2 separate regions of the Capsicum annuum genome follow, and region 1 is linked to region 2. A link is a contact called in public Hi-C data. All regions are on one chromosome and are shown on one strand. The core of a region is the stretch at or near the end of the contact, and the rest is flanking DNA. Distances in the headings are between cores, read along the strand shown.

Evidence for each region. Hi-C and Micro-C count contacts between places; a contact is called where the count stands out from the background.
Region 1: a contact with region 2 is called in a Hi-C map of leaf, with 2.9 times the contacts expected there. The contact joins the promoter of LOC107863934 here to the enhancer-like site in region 2. A contact is called at or near these places in 2 of 5 Hi-C or Micro-C datasets (leaf and placenta).

The regions. Positions count from the first base shown.
Region 1 is chr3:35,787,153-35,790,689 of UCD10Xv1.1, reverse strand. It overlaps LOC107863934 (gibberellin receptor GID1B-like), which reads right to left and starts at 1,381. Exons shown (of 2, transcript NM_001324878.1): 1 at 1,343-1,381; 2 at 1-702. The coding sequence starts at 1,381.
Region 2 is chr3:35,678,309-35,681,489 of UCD10Xv1.1, reverse strand. No RefSeq gene overlaps it. Among protein-coding and RNA genes, the nearest start is that of LOC107863936, 18 kb to the right of the region's middle. Within about 2 kb of position 1,374, at least 3 of the 5 cell types and tissues checked have an H3K27ac peak or open chromatin away from gene starts, as enhancers often do. A contact at or near this core is called in leaf, where this site is marked.

The DNA.
Region 1 (3,537 bases), core at 132-2,631, 110 kb before region 2:
CCAGTACCAATCCCTATCTTGAACTGTTACAAAGTATTTCCCATCCAATCTACTCTCGGATTCGGTCCTCTTTTGTCCACCAAACATTGGATGAAGAAGAATATTTCCCAATACCTCAATATCGGCTTCAGCAGCCTTCACCGCAACATGGTGAGCAATATTACCACCAGAACTATCACCCGCCATGTAGACATGAACTTTCAAATCCTTCCCACTTTGAAGCCATTGCCTTGATTGAACCCATTTAAGAGCAGCCCATCCATCATCATATGCACAAGGATACCGATTCTCAGGTGATCGTCGATAATTAACAGAAACAACAACAGCCTTGCAAATGCTAACAAGGCGCCGACAAAATGTGTCGTAAATAGCACTATTGGCTGAAGAATGAGTGAAACTTCCACCATGGAAGAAAATAATGACAGGAACAATTTCTGTAGTGCTCAAAGGTTTATCGAGTTCAATTTTACCCCAATCAGCCTCATGTTTCGGGGCAGGTTTATAGACACGGTTAAGCAGGCTTGTAGCACGATCAACAACATCAAACGAGTAAACACCATCAACTGGAATCGAATTTGCAGGGACTTTCCTTTCCAAGAACTCAGCTAAATAGCGATTGAACGTGCCATCAGACCGACGAAGCATGTTGTAAGCCAGCTTGAAATTGGATATAAGTATCCATGTATTAAGTGGAACCACCCTCTGCATAAAGGGACATAAGGCCTAGTCAATACCAAAAAAAAACATCTAACAAATATCCATTTCCCCCCAAAGTACTAAAAGCAAAATTGATCATAGCAACATACATCTTGTGACAACCCAGAAATAGTCACAACAAATAAAGGAAAAAATGTATAGAATTTGTACGTATAGCCAGAAAGAGAAAGTAAGCAAATGGAAAAGAAAAAGAAAAGAATCAATCCCCAAAAAGAGCAAATTGGAAAGCAAAAGGTGATTTTGTAAAGGAGGTTAAATATGTACAGACAAGCCAAAGAAACATAAGAAGAGCAGACCATTTACCTAAATCAATGATAAAGATTCATCCTTTTTTCCGTAAAACAAAAAAATTCAAATTTTCTTAAATACACAAAAGGTCAAACCCCAAAACACAGGATACTAACTAATGAAAAAATTCAAACAAGAACCAGTGGATTCAGACCAGGGTGGGAATTGAACATCCTTCGTCAAAAAATTATACTATGTATATAAAACTTAAATTATTTTTCTTGAACACCGTTAATGAAATTTCTGGCTTCGCTGCTTATTGACATGAAATGATCCTCAAATTAAACAAAAAAAAAAGTTGGAATTAACAGAATAATTAACAAGAGAAAAAGGGTACCTTAGATTCACTAGCGTTGATCTCGTTACTGCCTGCCATGACTACAGTATTAACTAAAGACAGAGAACTTTGGGCAAGAAAGTTAAAAGGGTGCACCGATCTTCAAGAATATGAGTGTATTAGTGCTCATAATGATCCAAAGAATGGAGAGTAGTGATGTAAGTGAAGGGGAGTTTGATTCTTTAACTAAACAACAACAATAACAAGAGTCTTTCAAGAAAACAGAAGGAATGTGACAAGGGAGGGGGCTTAAGGGAAGTAAAGAGAGAGTATTAGCCCAAAGTTGGAAGTTTAAAGCGTGGAGAAGTTGCGCACACACACACACGAGAGAGTGAAATAGGTGAAGACTATAAGGGGAGAGGGGTGAGGTGGGGTGGAGGGAGTGGAGGTGGGACTAGAGAGGACAAGAACAGTGAGGAAAAAGAAGAAAAAGAGGATGAGAGAGAGAGAGAGAGTAATTAACAATTCATGGTAGTGCTGTTTGTAACTGTTAAGGCTGTTTTTGCCCAACATACAATAAAGAAAAAACAAACAAAGAAATAATACTATGTATAAAAATAAAAAAGAATCACCAATAGTCCAAAACTTTAAAAAAAAAAAAAAAAACTCGTTTAAACGCAACCTAAGAGTCTAAGCCTCATTTATTTGCACATATAAGTATAAATCTGAATGATTCAGTTTTCAGTTCATTAAGTATATTTATTTATTTTTATAAATTATTTTTTAATGTATTTGAAAACCTTTGATTAATATTTAGATACTTTTTAAAATATAATTTATTCCCTCAAAACTCTTTTTAAATATTTTAATTATCTTTAAATATTTTAATTATCACTTAAATAATATTCAGATTCTTTTTAAAATACAATTTATTCGCTCAAAACTCTTTTTAAATATTTTAATTATCACTCAAATAATAATTTTGATGTTTAAGTTTTATCTAATATTTTTTTCATATAATATAATATTTTATTACTTTTAAAATTTGAATTACATATTTATTATGAATTAATATATTACGTACATTCAGATGTTAAAAACAAACATTCTTAATCATTCAGTATTCAGATCTAGAAACAACATATTAATAATTCAGATACTCATTCAGATCCAGACGTCTTAAACTTAAAAAAAAAAAAAAACAAATGCACCCTAAGACTATCATGTTATTTATAGTTTTTTCTTTTGGTTTTCTCACTGGGTTTCTGATATTTATTTTGAATTCAATTAATGTAAATTTGTATCGAAAAAAAATTTGATGATAAAATATTACACTATTTTTTCAATCCGACCACAGTATTGTTTTTGAAGTTGAAGCCACGATCAGATTCAATTAAATTTGATCTTATCCAGCATAAGAACAATCGATCTATTTGGACGATAGAATGATTCTTATTTCAAATTAGTTTCTCCCAATTATGTCTAGTAATAGAAAGGAACGGTTGCTACCAAACTCAATACAAAAATGAAAGAATTTTGTGTGCAAGAGTTGCACCTTCGAATTGTTTGTTTTGAAAATTTCTCGAGGAACTAATTATAGGCATTTCTCTATCAGAAAAAGTAGAATTGTTATGAATTATGATCAGCATTATTAAAGTAAATTTAGTTACGGAAGTTGAAGATGTTAATATTTTTGTCCAACTTTTTATTAAATTTGAATATTAATTTTTTATTTAAGAAAAATAAAAGTAATATTATAATTATTTTTAATTTTTTCTAAAAGGAAACTATAAAAATATTTTATATTTGACTTATCTTTTCATCGAGGAAAAGTTTTGTACCTCTATAAATATAAAACTTTCCTTCTCATATCATAACACAATAACATTCACGATGTAATCTTAAAGAGTCTTGTTTAGGAGGAGATTTCTCCAATTGATTTTATTTTTTTTTCAATCTTAATTTTTAATACATAGGCCGTTGATCAAACCATATCAAAAATATGTTTTTAATATATTCTATTTATAGTTTGAATTATCGTCTCTATGGTTTGCAAATAATAGCTTCCACGTTACGTCTTATCGATTTCAAACCCCAACAAAAGAATTAGGAAGAATATACTTCCTCCATCTCAAAGTAGTTAGTATTTTTATTAAAAACATTTTTCTCAAAATAATTGTCAGTTTAAAGATGAAGAAATAATTAATCATTTTTTTCAATTTTATATTAGCGTTAATTATTCTAAAATTAAGAGA
Region 2 (3,181 bases), core at 125-2,624:
ATGGGGCTTATAGTGTTCGTCGCTAGTAGCGTTGTAATTCTTTTGCAATATTCTGTTTTGTAAGTTAGAGTTTAATGATATGTATTTTTATTAATCATGACAGTCCCTCTTAATTGAGCTAATGAAGGCTATTTGTTTACAATAATGTTTAATGCTCTAAATTCATATCTTCAATCTTGTCTTTTTAGTGATAGTTTTTTTTATATGATTCTCCTAAAAGAACTAATAAACTATATATGGGGCTTATAGTGTTCGTCGCTAGCGTTGTAATTCTTTTGGAATATTCTGTTTATAATTTAGAGTTTAAGTTAAGTCTTGTAAAAATTGATAAAGATTACAGATTTATTAACATGTTAAATTACACTGATGATATAAAGATTCATCTCGATGATAGCGTAAATTTGAATCCCATATATTAATTATTTCATTAGGGACCAAGTTCTCTAGCTCTAGAATTTTATTTTATTTTTTAAATAAAAAATAAAAAATCCCAAATTGATTCTTTGTTAGAAAATTGCTTCTCCAAAGTGTTTTCTTGGATGTCCATTTCATGGCTTAGCTTTTGGTAGTTAATTTGCATGTGTTTGTTACAAAAAGCAGTTTCAGAGAAGAGCGGAGCTAAGTGATAGGACAGATAATATACATTTATTAAGTTCAATACAGTATTGACAATATAAAATTAGACAATCCGATTATTTGAAAGGTAACTAGTATAAGATTATTCATGCACTATGAATTATGATAACAAAGATAAAGATACAATTACACAAATCTAAAATCATAATCTTGAGTTGGAGTAATTAGATTTACATACCAGTAGCGATAGCAATCAACGATTAAGCCTGAGACCAATTTTCACGATCCACTAGTTATCACACTCTAAAAGTTTATAGGACTCAACCATAAGATGTCAACCACTATATCACATTATTACAAAAAAAAAAAAAAAAAAACCACTATATCACATATTTGGTAATTGAACATGCTAGGTTTTCTCTGAGCTAAAAGAAATAACTTTTCCTAAAAAACACTTTTTTGAAAAAAACAATACACTTTTAAAAAAATTGTCCAAACAACTGCTCAAAAGTGCTTTTTAAATTTATTGATCAAACACAAACTGTTTCTTATAATAAGTATTTTTATTTTTTTTGAAAAACGCTTATAAAAAAATACTTTTCAAAATAAACTGATTTTAAAATTTTGGTCAAACATGCTATAAATATGAAGAATATTCAATAAAATAAATTAGTCTCTATAAATTTCTATTCTATTAAAATACACCTATTAATAAGAAGCGTTATACGTAATATATAGTATACCATGTATACAATACCCATTTTGGGCCTGTGATTTTATTGCTGATGCGCAATTTAGGCCGAAAACTGGGTTGAGACCATGGCATGATCCAGAGTTTCTTTTGCTGAATGAATATCAACTGAGTACATATATAAGTTTTAAAGAATAGCTATTGTTTACAAAGTTGGCATATGTTATGAAGTTGTTCACCAATTGAACTAATGGAGTTATTAAGTGCCAAACAAATGTTTTTGAACAAACTATCTTACCTTCAAGTCTATAAGAGGTATCTGTTTTAACAAAAATTATTTAAATTCATTGGTTAATTGTATTTGCGGATATTTTTGTTGGGTTTGAAATTGGTTGGGCGTCATACGGAAGTAAATAATTTGCAAATCATGAGACAATAAATCAAACGATAAAGAAAACAATACTAAAAAACATAAAATTATTATATGATTTGGCCATGTCGAAGCTTAAAATTTGTAAACCACCGTGGTGATAATTCAGAAGACACATAAAATAATATAAAAAGATTAATAAACTATCTATCTATAATCTATATCTATATTTATATATCAATATATCTATATATCTATATAATATATTAAAAGTGTGAAGACCCTTAGAAAAATAATTTAAACTTTTTGTCCTTCATTCAAAGACTCCATAATAGACAAAATCATCTTTTTTCACTATTTGGTTAAATTATTATTTAATTATTTTAATAATATTAACCATAATATTGAATCCTAAAATATATATATGAAAAGAAAAAAATTAAGAGTCCTTAAATATATGGTAACAAACAAATATCAGGGTAAGAAGAATTAGAAAAAAAAACTACTAAAACTCCTAAAATTTAAGAACCATACGTGTGTATGGCTTTAATTTTTTTTTTTTTTTTAAATAAGATAATAAAATCTATTTTGTATTAAACCAAAGCAAAAATCTAAAAGAACTATAAACAATGTACAATAAATGTCTATTTATAGTAGTTTATTATTTTTGAAATTTTTATTTTTCTAAAGTTGGTAGTTATTTATGGGAAAAAAAAATATAAATTTACCATATTTAGATCATTTCTTTGAAAGAGTTTTGGACTTTTATAAATTGATAATTCTTCTAAAACAATACAATAGCATCTTCAATGAACATATGAAAAATAAAAAAAAATACTTTTGGTCTTAGATCATTCTTTATTGTTTGCTTTAGAATTATTTTTTACGTCAAAAAATATTCCTGTAATGTTTAATTTACTTTAAGGTGCATTGATTTTGTAGGTATCTTGAAGATGGATGATGATGATAATATTTATAGACAGTTGATTCGAATTTTGAAAGGTGATTAATTTCGCGTGTCAATTTTTAGTTTTGAATGATATAAATTATTGTAGCTATTCATTCTTATTCTTTTCATTTAATGATCTTTTCTTTATCTTCTTTTATGATATGATATGTAGTTTATCAAACTTTACGATAAAGAAAAATTAGTATGATGAAAAGCATAATTAAATCTGGCCGTAGAAACATACAATAATGGACAAAGAGACACAACAAGAGACAAAGAAGAGAACGAGCGAATGTTTCTCCAAAAATATCCGCAGTACGAAAGAGTTAATAAGCGTTTCTTTAAAAGTATTCAAAAATGAAGTAAAAATTCAATGTATAGTACAATCCTTGAGTCTATTTGAGTCTATTTGGCAGGACATACGAAGCACGAGGTTTGACTAAATTAAACTCACATTTTGAGATTAATTTTTTTTTTTTAAAATAATATTTTGAAAGGTGAAATTGAGAATATTCATTATTATATGAGAATAATTTCTCTTTTGATTAAATTTGTTTCATCGCATACATATTTAACATTAGTTGAATTAAGAAGT